3 separate regions of the Sus scrofa genome follow, and regions 1 and 3 are each linked to region 2. Evidence: chromatin contacts called from public HiChIP or PLAC-seq data. All regions are on one chromosome and are shown on one strand. Each heading gives the region's core, a stretch centred on a gene start, on an enhancer-like site or on the middle of the called end of the contact. The rest is flanking DNA. Distances are from core to core; before and after follow the strand shown. Region 1 has its middle 100 kb from the start of BMP2K. Region 2 overlaps BMP2K (BMP-2-inducible protein kinase). Region 3 has its middle 130 kb from the start of BMP2K.

Region 1 (4,735 bases), core at 1,679-4,178, 180 kb after region 2:
CCCCTCGCCTGGGAACTTCCATATGCTGCAGGTGCAGCCTAAAAAGACAAAACAAAACAAAAACAAAAAGGAAAGATATCTGGGAGAAGCGTGAAAAGTATGGGAGGTACTCAGACCTGAAGAAGGGAAGTGCCGGGCAGGTTTGCTGGTGTGGCTACAGCAGAAACAACAAAGGAGAAAATAATGAAACCTACGGCGAGGTAGGTACGGAGGCAGGGAGAGTGGGTTTGGGTGTGGCCATTATGAGGACTTTGTCTTTTGCTTTAAGTGGAATGGAAGGCTTTAGTGGATTTGAACGCTTCCTTTTTTTTTTTTTTTTTTTTTTTGGCTTTTTTAGGGCTGCACCCATGGCATATGGAGGTTCCCAGGCTAGAGATCAAATTGGAGCTGTAGTAGCCGGCCTACGCCACGGCCACAGCAATGCGGGATCCAGGCCGTGTCTGCTACCTACACCATAGCTCACAGCAACGCCAGATCCTTAACCCACTGAATGAGGCCAGGGATCGAACCTGCGTCCTCGTGGATGCTAGTCAGATTCGTTTCCACTGACCCACGACGGGAACTCCTGACTTACGTTTAATAGGGCCATTCTGACTACTGTATTGAGAAAGAGGCTGAAAAATAGTGAGACCAGTAAGGAGATTGTGGCAATAATCCATTGAGAAATGATGCAAATATTTGCTGATGAATGGGATGTACGGTGTGAGAGACAGAGAGGAGTCAAAAAGAACTCCAAAGTTTGGGGCGTGAGGAGGAAAAAGATGGTGTCACTAACTTATCTACAGGAAGAACAGGTTTGGGAAAGATCAACCATTTAGTATTAGACATGCTAAACTTGAGACAATTATTAGACATCTGAAGAGGGATGCCATGTAGGCAACTGGATTTCACGTCATAGTATTGGGGAGAAATTTGAGCTGGAGAGATGAATTTGGGTGTTGACAACCTAGACACGCTAGTTACACAAGAGAAGACAAGTATATGTGTTGCAGAGGCAGGTAAGTGGGTTAGACAGGTAGACAGAGTTTAAGCTCATGGCTCAGAGAACCCGCCCCTTCAAATCATTTGGATGTAAGATACCTGGGAAGAAGGAGAGGGAACTATTGAACTTGAATTCAATAGTTTTCAAATCCTTTAAGTGAAAAAGATGATCCGCTGTGGGAGAGCACGACCGGCTTGGAGTCTGGGGCGGGTATGAGGAAGCTCAAGGGACTACAGGGGAAATGTACAGAATAAGGCTACTGAGTGAGGCCAAGGACACTCGGACTCACTCATGGGGATTCAAAGAGATTTGTTGCACATTCACACTGTGTAATAAATTGCTCACACAGCATGGTTTATCACTTCATAACTTCAACAAAATTCAAGAGTACTCTTCAGTTCAACAAGTCTACTTTTAGACATGCATCCTAAGGAAATAAATTTAATTGTAGAATATTTCTATGTATAGATATTCACCAATGTTAATTCCAAAAAGAAAAATAAAAAACAAACAAACAAACAGACAAAACAATTGGAAACAATCTAAGTGCCCCGAGAAGGGGAATGTTTAAAGAAATTGTCATTTATCTGTTAGATTAATTATACAGTGATTTAATGCAATGTTTGCAATAATGCTTAATAAATGGGAAATGACCATAGTTTAAAAATTCATAACTACAACAAAAAAAAGGGAGTTCCTGTTGTATTTCAGTGGGTTATGAACCTAACATCCATGAGGATGCAGGTTCGATCCCCGGCCTTGCTCAGTGGGTTAAGGATTTGGCATTGCTGTAGCTGCAGCAGAGGTTGCAGATGTGGCCCAGATCTGGCATTGCTGTGGCTGTGGTGTAGGCCTGCAGCTGTAGCTCCGATTTGGCTCTTAGCCTGGAAACTTCCATATGCCACACATGTGGCCCTAAAAAAGCAATAAATAAATACATAAATAAACAAATAAGTATTAACATAAAAAATTAACATAAAATCATATATACACACGTAACATGATCTCAGTTTTGTGCATTCCTTTGGGCAGAGAACATAGAATGAAAATAAATACATCCAATACATGTCAGTGATGGACTTGATTTTTCTCCTATGTTTGATACATCTGTTTTTTCCAAATTTTCCATCAAGAGTAGATATTATTTTTATAATCATATTTAAATTTTTTGATTTAGAACTTTAAGCAAAGATTAAATTAAGAAATTCCTGAATTGGCCCAGTCTTCCTTGGGTCCCTCTGTCTGGCTGCTGATTCCTCTGCTCATTTCTCTTGCGGACTCTGTGAAGTCTCCCCAGTATTTGGTACTTTTGTTCCTAGAAGAAGTGGTCAATCAGGCATGATTGGAAAAAGGCCTCGGGATGTTGATTAAGAGCTGAGCTGGTGGAAAAGTTGTGACTCGGGGGTGACGGATCCAGGGCTGATCTTGGAGCTGGGGAGCATTGCATCAGCCTGGAGTTTCACCCATTGGCGCTGGCAGTGGGCCCTGTTTTTTCTAGGACACCTAGAACTTGTCATGTGTGCCTGGCTCATTTTATTCCCTTAGACTTCTGAATTCTTTGTAGTAGAGTCATTTCCTGTTTAAATCTCTTCAACTTTTCCTCTTTGACCCAGAACTGACTGAACATTATCTCTGTTCTGCAAAGCATGAAAGGTTCTTCACAAAGGAAGCCATTCGTGGTATGAGTCTGTCACGGGGGGGAAAAAAGGCAGCGGGGTGGGGGTGGTAATCTGGAGCTTCAGTTGATCAGGCTGACTTGGGAGTGACCAGCAGTAACCCAAGAAGCGGTACCTGCCCGTCCTGGATTAGCGCATAGCATTTTCTGCATGGGTAAATCCATCCAGGTTTTTCCCCCAGGAAGCTGGCTTTATATCCTTCTGCCTCTTTAAGATTGGGAAACCACCCAGGCCTCCCAGCTCTTGGCAAGCGACAGGCTGACTTCATTTTGTTACTCAGCATTTTGTTCTTATTGAAATGCCAGGCGCTGCATAACCGGTTTGTAAAGTCTGAAGATCTTCTGGGCGTGCCCAGAAACTCAGCAGCCCTGGACAGAGTGAGAACTGGGCAAGGTGCTACAGCTCCGAGCTGCTTGAATGAAGCTCAGGTCAACAGCCCACCCTGTCTCTCCTCTCACAATCCCAAGGATTCTGCCGGGAGCAAGTCCAGTGATACATTCCACAACCTAACTGAATCTGGTCCCTTTGTTTCTTAGAACATTTTCATTTATTTTGTCTTTACTTACGTCTTTCTTTGTATCATACTGATTTCAGCATGTTTCATATACGTCTATTTCCCTGCTAGATTCTAAGCGTCCTGGACAACTAGAGCGACCTCTTCCTTAGCATACTACGTGGCACTTTATTAAATAAAAGAAACTGCTTGAATTGAATGGAATTAAACCCCTATCTGAGGAAATGATTTGATGTGTAGCAGGTCTGAGAATGCTAACTCATGCATTTTCTGCCTTCCTTGGGTGGACCTGAAACTCTGGGAGGACCTCAGTGACTCCTGGGTTTGTTATAGCTTCGCAAAGGTGCTCTCGACGCAGGTTGCTCAGGCCTGTAGAAATCTCAGCCTTCATTGACCTTTGTGTCTGTCTTTAAATGATAAAGAGTCATATTCATTTTAATAGTTCATAGACTAACATTGTAAAGATCCTGTTTAATTAAGAAAAGCAAAGTCTTGAAATGTTAATTTTTTTAAAGAAAATAAATACCCAAAACAAAGGGTATTAATTAAACTTTTATTGTAAGTAGATACATGGAATGTGATGAATTAAAATAGTAACGGAGAGTTGAGAATACATTGCCATTGCTCAGTTTAAAGAAAAGTCTAAAGTAGTATGTTTATTATGATCTCATTTTTTAATAAAAACAAAAGATAATTTCTATGTACAATATGTGTACACAATCTTGGAAAAAAAGTTCAAAAAATAATTTGGAAAATGAGTTCTCCTATAGTTAAAGCATTCATAACAAGAACTGGATATAGCACAATTAGCTACTTATGATTTGTTTTGCTTTGTTTTTGGGCTTTTTTTTTTTTTTTTTTCCTTTTTAGGGCTGCACCCGTGGCATATGGAAGTTCCCAGGCTAGAGGACAAATGGGAGCTACAGCTGCCGGCCTGCATCACAGCTCACGGGCAATGCCAGATCCTTAACCCACTGAGGGAGGCCAGGGATCTAACTCGAAGCCTTGTGGTTCCTAGTCAGATCCGTTTCTGCCGCGCCACAGTGGGACCTCCACAATTAGCTACTTAGGAAACATAACTTAAATGAGCCACTCTTAGTGATGCAACTGGAACTGACAGGGAATTAGCATTATCCGAATGGAGATCAATAAAAGACAAAGAGCTGCTGCTTAACCCGGCTGTTAGGACTGGGCGGTAAGTGGGACTGCACAGCGCCAGTGACAGGGACTTAGAAGGTAGCGAATGCAGGGAGTAAAGGGCAAGGAAGGAAGAGCCTCTGTTTGTTTTTGTACTTTTTGATCCACCTTTTTTTTTAAGCTGGTGATAACCAGATCACGTTATGAAAACACGTTTATTACTGAAATCACTGTGGGGGAAAAACTGTTCTACTGTGAGTCTAAAACTTCTCCGTTCCTATTAAAGTATTTTTTAAATCTTGGCTTTAAATTTGATTTGTTTTTGATAAGGGATACATTTATAAAGGACAAAATCTAAAAGGTATGTAACAAGGAGTTCCTGCTGTGGCACAGTCGGTTAGGGATCCTTTGTAGCTGCTGCTGCGG
Region 2 (4,438 bases), core at 720-3,219:
TTAAGGATGTTTACCACGATGCTATTAGTACTAGCAAACACTGGAAATAACCTAAATGGTTGTGTCAACTATGGTACCTGCACACTGTGGAGCATCACATGCCTCTTAAAAACTGCATGGTAGAGCCATATGCGCTGACGCCAAAAACACTCCAAAGTGTATTCAGTACTAAGTATATTCGCATAACAAAGCACATTAAGTTGTAACAAAACCAAGTTGCAGAAAACTATCTCTAGGACAAACCCCTTCGTGTTTAACCCAACGTGAGTTATTTACATCCGTTTACATACACCCACGAACATGAAAAAGGACTGGGAGGATGTGCACCAAACTGCTACTAGCTTCCTCTGGGAAGCAGAAGGATGGACACTTCCACATTGTTCTGAGTGCGACTGCACTGCATGACCACCTTTTTAAAAAGATGGCTTTGTGTCTCTGCTGCTTCTGTAAAACTCAACAGGCAAAGAGATGTTAAGGGATGCACCACGTGATCTTACGGGGAAAACAAAGAGTATTTTTTTTTTCCCAACCAAAGCTGGAAGCATGTACAAAACAGAAACGCTGCCCTGACCTGGGGGACAGGCCTGACACACCTGGGTCTTGGCATTCGCCTTAGAAACGTAAACAATTTTACAAAACACCAGCATCAGACAAGGCCATTCTGGGACCGTGATGGATCAGCACAACAAGGCCACTCCATAATCGTGTCTCAACACTGACAAAATCAGGAACACTGTCCCAACCACAAAGATGACCAAACCTCTCTGTCCCGGCTGACACAACTAAGCACTGCTTCATTTCCAAGGAGGCTTTTGCTCAACTACCTCCAGGTAAAAGTTACGCTATTATACCCCCACTTCCCCAAAATTACCTAAAACAAGCCCAAATCCTTTAGTAAGTCCTTTCAGACACCATCTTACTAAGCTGTTCCCGCAGATTTCCAGGGTATCCGAGTGATAAATCAGATTTATTCAAACGTAAGCATGTTAGATCTCCAACCCAAAGGTAGAAAAGGGAAGCCGACACTGAATGCTTTACAACAAAACAAAATTTTCCTAGATACCCTATACCTTGGTATTTACTCTTCGAAAGAGAAAGAGTGAGAGATTGTTTTCCCAGAAGAGAACAGTGAAGCTGGGAAATGGGAGAAGGGGAAATGGGTACAAAAACGTCAAATTCCCCTATTTTCTCTTTTCCACAGAATATTCCTCCCTGGGGTATACCTGGTCACCACAAGCATCCAGCAATACATCTGGAAATGTGAACTCTGTCTTCCTTGGGCATATATTTTACTTTGTAGTGATAACAGTAGGTAACAGGAACATTTCTTAAGAGAGTATCACACGGCAGGCATTACAGTAAGCAGTCACTTAATCCCCACAACAATCCTACAGACAGGTACTAGTATTTTCCTAACATGTCACTGAGCAATGGAGAAACAGGACTCAAACCCAGTTTGAGAATCAAAGGGTGGGCTTTTTCCATCAGAATATTCTAATTAAAAACATTTTAACATTAAACCTTTGTAAGGCTAGAGTTTCAAATCCCTCCTTTTCAATACAATACAGAATTTTCTTCTATACTCTTCTGTACTTTAGTATCAACCTCAAACCCTCCCCAGCTGATGACTCCAGGGATGAGCAAATCGTGAGCTTTTCGTACCACAGTTTTGTATTACCAATAACTTACCTTTCCGACAACTTTAGGAAAACAACTAGTTAAGTATACCAGGCATCAGTAGCTTTGTGATTCTTAAAGCATTGTGTGATATATCTGCTTCACAACAGTCAGTCTGCCAATAATTCACGCTGCTAGGAAATCAAGCCATAAAAGGTGTGTTTAAGTTAACTACAAGGGGATAAGGTTGGCAGGGCTGTTTTACCTTTCGGTCTGTGGTTACCAAATTCACCAGGAGCGGGGACTTTAACAGGTGTTGCTGAACTTTGAATGGTCAGCACACTGGGAGTGGCAGTAGTAGAATTGGCCTTTGGTCTTTGTCTTGGTGCAATTGAGGTTTCTGTTGGTCCAATGGTATCTGTTATTCTACAACAGAAGAATACATTTCACTCCAAATATTGGGGTTTTTCCTAATTTACTATTTGTTCTATAAATCATCTATTTCAACAAATGCATATTTATTACTATTACTGGTGATTGTATTAGTCCTCTTGGCTTCTTCCTAAGTCTCATTTTCAAGTAGTAAATGTTTAATGAAAATAGGAAAGTAAATAAAATAAACCTCATAATCAATTTCCTCAAGCCAGATTGCTACCATTCATAGTCTGCCACTGACGCTGGCAGAAAAAAGAATATAGAAGTGCTCTTAAGGAGATAAAATAAAACAAAGAGAAGCCTTCTCAGGAAGGTTTTGGACAAAATGGAGAGCCAACAACTCTCTAAACCAGTCAGAGAACTAAAAATAAGAAAGAAGAAATAACAGTCTCCCATAGCTTAGACCCTTGGCCTAAGAAAGAAACCATTACACCCCAGGGCATGTAAAACAAAAGAAGCCAAGACTCTTAACAGGTGGAGCTACCAGCTCACATTTAACTTCTGGAAGCTTTAATTTTGCTTCACTGAAAACAATGAATGGAAATTATATGTTTTCACACTAGGACTTAGTTTAGGCCACAGATATGAGTGGTCAAGCAGTAAGAATCGTTTTGAAAGCAAGAGACACTAAATATAATTGGAGAAGACACAGACATCTGCCCTTCTCTTTCAAAAAAAAAAAACCCAGGGAAAATCTTTACCTTACAGTTTATCAACTCTGCTTTCTATAAATTCAGTATAAAAACTCAAAAAACTTTAATAGGGTCTATGTTCACTTTTCTAAAAGACTGCAAGAGACCAAGCTCCTACAGCACATTTCAAATGCCCTGACACTTAAAAATTTTGCATACACATGACTTTTCAAGTACAGGTCTGCACTGCTGAGATCCACAGCCCTCGCCTCCTTCTGCAGGTACCACAAGAGGGAGCCCTGGCAACAACTATCTTTCCAAGGGAGTATCACAGTAACACTGATGGAAAGGTTTTGGAAAATCATAGAAATACACTGCACATGTACTAATTTCTAAAAATACCATCCATGTTTTAGATGAGACAGGGACGGTACAAGTCACGTGAAAAGTGAATCTAAAGATCATGTATACGTGTAACCAATTAGATCTCATTTAATCTAATTGAGCATTTATCGCGTTCAAATTATGGATGTGGCATTGAAACCAATGCCATACTCCCTAAATGCAAGTGATTAGGGGAGATATTGTGTATAATCTTTTTATTTGCCTATTCATTCTTTATTAGGTGGGTAATGCAGGCCAGACTTTACCCTGCCTTGTTCCTGTTCTAAATCACTCCATAGAGGACTCACTACACACATGAGCACAGCAAACCTCTAAAAAAGCATATTAAAAGTTCTGCAGACTTTGGTTAGTCTAGTGTTTCCTAATTGACTTTACTAATGTACCAATATCTATTATACAATTACTGACAGCCAGCAAACATGGCACAGTATCCTGTCACCAAAGAATATAGTCTGCCTAGGAAGATACAGCACATGTCCATAAAAATGTAATAAAATACAAGACAGTAAAAATAATCGGTGCTATGAACAGCACTGTGAATTTGAGTTGACTGTTTCATTAATTATTTCATTTGCTTATAACATTATAGCTATAACTGGAGTGCCATGGGGAAACAGCATTATTCTTGTTCAGTTGACTCATGCTTTTTTTAAAATTTATTATCTGCTTTCTTGAAGATTTAATCATTTACAAAGTAATTATTTTAAATCACAAGTAATGATAAAATTCAACCGACAAGCCCCACAACACCTCATAAGGACCCCTCAACTATGACAGTGGTTGCTAACTGCTAGTTGCTGTGTCATGGGGAAGACAGACTGTCAGTCACGCTGACTCCTCCAAGTTAGATGTAACTTTACGCCTTCCTCTTACTCAAAAGAGTATTTTAAATTTAAGTGAATGAAGATGATATTTTTAGAGTGACGCCATATTTTTTAAAAGACTAAGTCACTCCCAAATGTTATTTTGACAATTTACAAATAACAGATTATTTATAGCACGTCTCACAACCAAGTCCCAAAAAGCAGAAGTGATGGCAAGGCTGAAAATTCACCAGCCCCAAGGCCAAAATCCAAATTTCTCCGCATGACAGACAAAGTTGCTCATGACTGGCATTTCCCCACGTCCTCAGCTTCATTTCTCTCCACTCCTGCATGTGCCCTACTGGGATCCAGCCTTGCGGTTTCTCAGAGCCGCTCTTGACCGAAATGTCTGCCTGCAGTAGCTCTACCGCCCATCATCCCTGATCACGAGAGGATTCATCCTCCTAGCAGAGTCGCCAAGGCCCACCCCCAGGAAAGGGTCCTCCCTGTGCTCCCGTTTTCTCGGCACCCAGCCTTTCTCTTCCT
Region 3 (4,971 bases), core at 1,126-3,625, 210 kb after region 2:
AGTTGCTTTGGGTGGGAAGCCAGGGGGTTCATGAGACCTCCAAGTTTCCAGAGCCTTCTCCCCCTTGGAGAAGGACCTCCAGAGTAAAGAGCTTTGCAATTGCTCTGCTATTGCTTTGAGGCACCAGTGTGAGAGTGTCTGGGACATGGACTTGGGAGCTGTGGATATCTCGGTTAGTATTATGATTCTAGAATGATCTAGTTGTGTGATGTAGGGTGGTACTTAGCCTTTCTGAGCCTCAGTTTCCTAACTGATAAATGGCGATAAATATTACCTACTTGGGAGTTCCAGTCGTGGCGCAGTGGTTAACGAATCCGACTAGAAACCATGAGGTTGTGGGTTCAATCCCTGGCCTTGCTCAGTGGGTTAAGGATCCAGCATTGCCGTGAGCTGTGGTGTAGGTCACAGACTCAGCTCGGATCCCGTGTTGCTTTGGCTCTGGCATAGGCTGGTGGCTATGGCTGCAATTGGACCCCTAGCCTGGGAACCTCCATATGCCGCGGGAGCGGACCTCAAAAGGCAGAAAAAAAAAAAAAGACAAAAAAAAATTACCTACTTGATGGCATTGAGGTTAAATGAGAGAACATCCATAAACTGCTCACACTCAGTGTTAAGAAATGGATGCCCATTATCACTGAAACACCAGGAAGGATGAGAAGACAGTTAACACCTAATGGCTCTTCAGGTCTGTTTTCTGAGAAGAGCATGTGAGATCTTAAAGCCAAAGCTGAATTCCCTCCTCTGAAAGGGAGATAAGAATGTTTGGAAAGCTGCAAAACATTGGTTATTAAACAGACCATGCAGTCCTGTGTCAGTTGCCCTGTATTTTTTTTTTTTTTTTTTTTTTTTAAGGGCCAAACCTGTGGCATATGGAGATTCCCAGGCTAGGGGTCGAATCGAAGCTGCAGCTGCCAGCCTACACCACACCCACATGGCAACTGTGGGATCTGAGCCACGCTGGCAACCTATGCCCCCACTCATGACAATGCTGCATGCTGCGCCACAAAGGGAACTCTGCCCTATAATTATTAATAATAAAACATTTGAAGCAAAAAGGATCATATGTATATACCAGGTATAGCAAGAGAGAATGGGGAATTGAGAAAAGGTGTAAATAGTATCAAATTGTTACTATATATCAGGTGTTGTAGTAGGTGCTCTTTGTTAGGTAACTTTTGTCACCTCATTTGATTCTTCATCTCTTCCACAACGGTTCTAATTATTCCCTCCCTGGGTCTCCTGACACTATGAGTTACATAAATTACTCCCATCTTTTAGAAAAATTGACATAGAACTGACATTAGTTTTAGGCATACAACATAATGATTTGATACATGTATATATTGCAAAATGATTAGCACAATAGGTTTAGTTGACATCTGTCATCACACTGCTACAATTTTTTTTTCTTGTGATGAGAACATTTCAGATGTATTCTCCTGGCAGTTTTCAGATGTACAGCACAGCATTCCAGCTGCAGTCCCCATGCTCTGCGTCACATCCCCAGGACTTATTTTCTGACAGTTCTAAGTCTGTATGTTTGACTACCTTCATCCATTTCATCCACCTCCCAAACCCCGCCTCTGGCGACCACCTGTTTTTCTCTGTATCTACGAGTTCTGATTTTTTGTCTTTTGGGTTTTTTTTTTTGGGGGGGCGGGTTGTTCTTTGGCCAGATCTGCAGCATATGGAAGTTCCCAGACCAGGGATCAAACCCAAGCTGCAGCTTCGATTTATGCCACAGCTGCAGCAATGCCAGTTCCTTAATCCTCTGTGCCACAGCCAGAACTCCGAGTCCTGGTTTTTTTGTTGTTGTTGTTTTTTTTTAGATTCCACATTTAGGTAAGATCATACACAATATTTGCTTTGTCTGTCTGACTTACTTCACTACTCCCATCTTATAAAGAAAAGGAAATAGTGAATCAGCCTCACTCAGTAATTTGCCCAAAGTTACGCAGCCAAGTAGGTGGTATTTGAAATCAGAGTGTAGCTCCAGAGCCTAGAGTCTTTCCTTTATACCCAGGAAGGGGGAGGTCAGGGAGACTGTTTTTCCTGAAGAAAGAAGACAGAACCATCCCACTGGGGAAGCCAAGGGCAGCCCAGGAGAGGGAGGACAACCACAGTGTCCCCAGGGCTGTGACCAGAGAAAGGTGGTGGAGTTTCCCCACCGGGGCTTTCTCTGGGTAGATGATACATTCTGGGAAACCTTGGACCTCCCAAGAAGTTTCTGGCTGTACCTGGTCCAACCAAACTACATACTCAACCCCAGAAGTAAGTGCGAGGAGGAAATCAAGAACGGACAGCTTGTCGCCTCGTGGCCAGGAAGGTCTCCGTGTTGAAATAATTAAAAGTAGACTAAACAGTGGAAAGACTTCGCTTTGTCTTGTCAGCATTGCTCAAGTCAGCCAGAAACGAAAGCAGAAGGCTGAGGAAGAGCCCAGAGGCAGAAAGAGGAAGAAAGGAGCTTTTCTCCTTCCTATCAGATCTTCTCTCTAGAAACATATTCGAACAAACCGGAGACATTCTCTAATCATTTCTGTTGAACTGAGCCCTCCAGTGACAGAGAGCTAAGCTGTGGGGCTGCCGCCCAGAAGCTCTGAAATAACTGTCAGTTGCTGGGGCTGGTGTGCCCTGCCTGCAGCACCGGTGCCACCTTAGAGTCCTGAGGTCCATGGGAGACACAGGAAGAGCCGGAAAAGTAGGACCCTTCCCAGCTGAACGTCACACCATGTCACCCACTTTCAAGGGAAGACCCAGTGTGGACTGTGTCTCCATGAGATGGATCTTGCACAGGCTCCAAGCCGTGACAGGGAGGTCTGCACGGCTGTCAGACTACCTGTCAGTATCTGGAAAACAGGCAATGTAATCCTCAGCTGTCCTGTGGGTTCCACCACAAAGCAGGAGGAAACTAGCTGTTTTCCACAGACAGGATCCTACAGTGAGATTTCTGAAATTAGAGAGAGAAAAAGAGAGAGCGAGAGGGAGAGTGAGAGAGAAGAGCCAGACTTCCCACCAGATACCACAGAAACAGGCAAACAAGCCAACCCGAGGGATGGGCTCTTGCTCTTCAGGTCCAGAGAAGGCTCTTGGGGACGGTGGACGCGCCGTTGGCACCGGCACTGTTTGCTGCCCGACTCTCCCATCTTATCCATACCCACGTAGTCAGGCGCTCCTAGGAACTCATCCTCATCTCCGTGCCAATCTTTACTGTCTTTAAAGCCCCGCCAGTGAATTCCTTTAACACCCAGCTCAGAGTTCCCGCTCTCAGTGAATCCTTTCCTGCCGGATCTTAGCAGTCTTTCATTTGGAGCCCCAAACACCTTTTAAGAACCAAACTTCCTTACATATCATTTTAACATGTGTAAGTCAATGATTGTGAAAACTGTACACATCACAACTAAAAAAAAAAGCAGGACAGCGAGTTACGCGTAACCCCACCATGCAGAGATGAGCAGTGACGGTGTCACGTGTGTTTGAGTCTCTCTGGTGTTCCGTCTTCCCTGTGTGGTTAACACGGTTTTTCCTCCTCTGCAGCAAAATGTCGTGAGCATCTCTCTCATACGCGTGTCTGGGTGTCTGTCTATCTGTACACTGTCATGGTGCATATAGTAGTTCACAGCCTTCTTAATAGCATCAGGCGGAGCATACCATGTTTCACCACAGTTCGTGGTAAATAGCCAGGCCTCGCTTAGGGTAAATGATTGGCTGGGTTGTCCTAAGGGCTCACACGCATTGATCCATTTGATCTGTGTTCTCCGAGGTGGTTGGTTTCATTATTACTCTCACATTTCACAGATAAGGGAACAGAGGGCAGAAAAAATTTAAATTATTTGTCCATGACTAGTACATTTAGAGCTAGAATTTGAACCTGGCTTCAGAGTCTTTTTTTTTTTTTTTTTCCTTTTCTTTTTATGGCCTCACCTATGGCATATGGAAGTTCCCGGGCTAGGGATCGAATGGGAGCTGCAGCTGCTGGCCTATGCAGCAGGCACAGCAATGCAGGATCCAAGCTGAATTTTTGACATTTGACACAGCTTGTGGCAACGCCGGATTCTTAACCACTGAACGAGGCCAGGGATTGAACCTGTATCCTCACGGATACTATATTGGATTCTTAACCCCCTGAGCTGCAATGGGAACTCCTGGCTTTAGACTCTTAGGCACCGCCCTATGTGACTTTAACAGTATTTGTTGAGCACCTAATAACCAGCAGTTTCTTCAGATATCTTATTTGTTACCTCTGGAAGTCAGGAACAACAGTGTGAGAGTCTTGCCTGAGGTCAAAGGGCTGCAAAGGGGGGCAGCCAGGGCAGCCTGGTCCCCAAACCCGGCCACCACCCCCATTGCCCCCATCGTCATCATCATAGTATATTCATCCCCGTCAGATGCTATCCTTGCGAATTAGCCGGATTAGCTGTCTTTACTCTCTCTTCCTCCTTCCCCAGAATATCACATCTTTATTCATCCTTATAACCCCAGCACCTTGCACAGTTCCTGGGCCCTGCTCACCATGTGATAAATACTTGAGGGAATAAAGGACTTGAGGAACTGGTCTGACTGACAGCAACCAAGGAAGACATTTTGCTTAACCTGTTTAAATAGAATATGCAACGCATGATACGAATTTGTCGTGTGAACTTGGCTCTCTAACACAAGACAACAAGAAAAGTTGACATTTACAGTGCTGAAAATCTCTAAACTCCGTGTGAGGGATGTGGCCAAGAGCACCTGGAGAGACCACCGATGCTCTGGCTGCAGCTCTAGAAGGGGGGAGAGTGTGAATTTGGCTCCTTCTCACTCACTTCCTACCTGGGACCTTTGTTCTCCCAGCTCTTGGGGCACGCTGGTGTGTGCAGGCTGATTCCACCTCCATGTCCTTTATCAAAGTTTTCTTTTGCCTGGTGGTTGATACTGTATCAGTTGTTACTTCAGGGCAGAAGCCCAGAGGTCTGTGAGTCTCCCTGGGCCACT

What was found. HiChIP or PLAC-seq counts read pairs in DNA pulled down with a chosen protein or histone mark.
Region 1: an H3K27ac HiChIP or PLAC-seq map of alveolar macrophages shows a contact between it and region 2. The contact joins two enhancer-like sites. A contact is called at or near these places in 3 of 47 Hi-C or Micro-C datasets (embryonic fibroblasts and liver) and 1 of 2 datasets of contacts at active chromatin or transcription factors (alveolar macrophages).
Region 3: a contact with region 2 is called in an H3K27ac HiChIP or PLAC-seq map of alveolar macrophages. The contact joins two enhancer-like sites. A contact is called at or near these places in 1 of 5 promoter capture datasets (liver), 28 of 47 Hi-C or Micro-C datasets (adipocytes, alveolar macrophages, blood and 16 more) and 2 of 2 datasets of contacts at active chromatin or transcription factors (alveolar macrophages and skeletal muscle).

The regions. Positions count from the first base shown.
Region 1 is chr8:138,890,278-138,895,012 of Sscrofa11.1, forward strand. No RefSeq gene overlaps it. Among named protein-coding and RNA genes, the nearest start is that of BMP2K, 100 kb to the left of the region's middle. Within about 2 kb of position 2,929, at least 45 of the 83 cell types and tissues checked have an H3K27ac peak or open chromatin away from gene starts, as enhancers often do. A contact at or near this core is called in alveolar macrophages and liver, where this site is marked.
Region 2 is chr8:138,709,087-138,713,524 of Sscrofa11.1, forward strand. It overlaps BMP2K (BMP-2-inducible protein kinase), which reads right to left. Exons shown (of 16, transcript XM_021101897.1): 10 at 1,883-2,043. Among named protein-coding and RNA genes, the nearest start is that of PAQR3, 65 kb to the left of the region's middle. Within about 2 kb of position 1,970, at least 10 of the 83 cell types and tissues checked have an H3K27ac peak or open chromatin away from gene starts, as enhancers often do. A contact at or near this core is called in alveolar macrophages and liver, where this site is marked.
Region 3 is chr8:138,916,931-138,921,901 of Sscrofa11.1, forward strand. No RefSeq gene overlaps it. Among named protein-coding and RNA genes, the nearest start is that of BMP2K, 130 kb to the left of the region's middle. Within about 2 kb of position 2,376, at least 20 of the 83 cell types and tissues checked have an H3K27ac peak or open chromatin away from gene starts, as enhancers often do. A contact at or near this core is called in alveolar macrophages and liver, where this site is marked.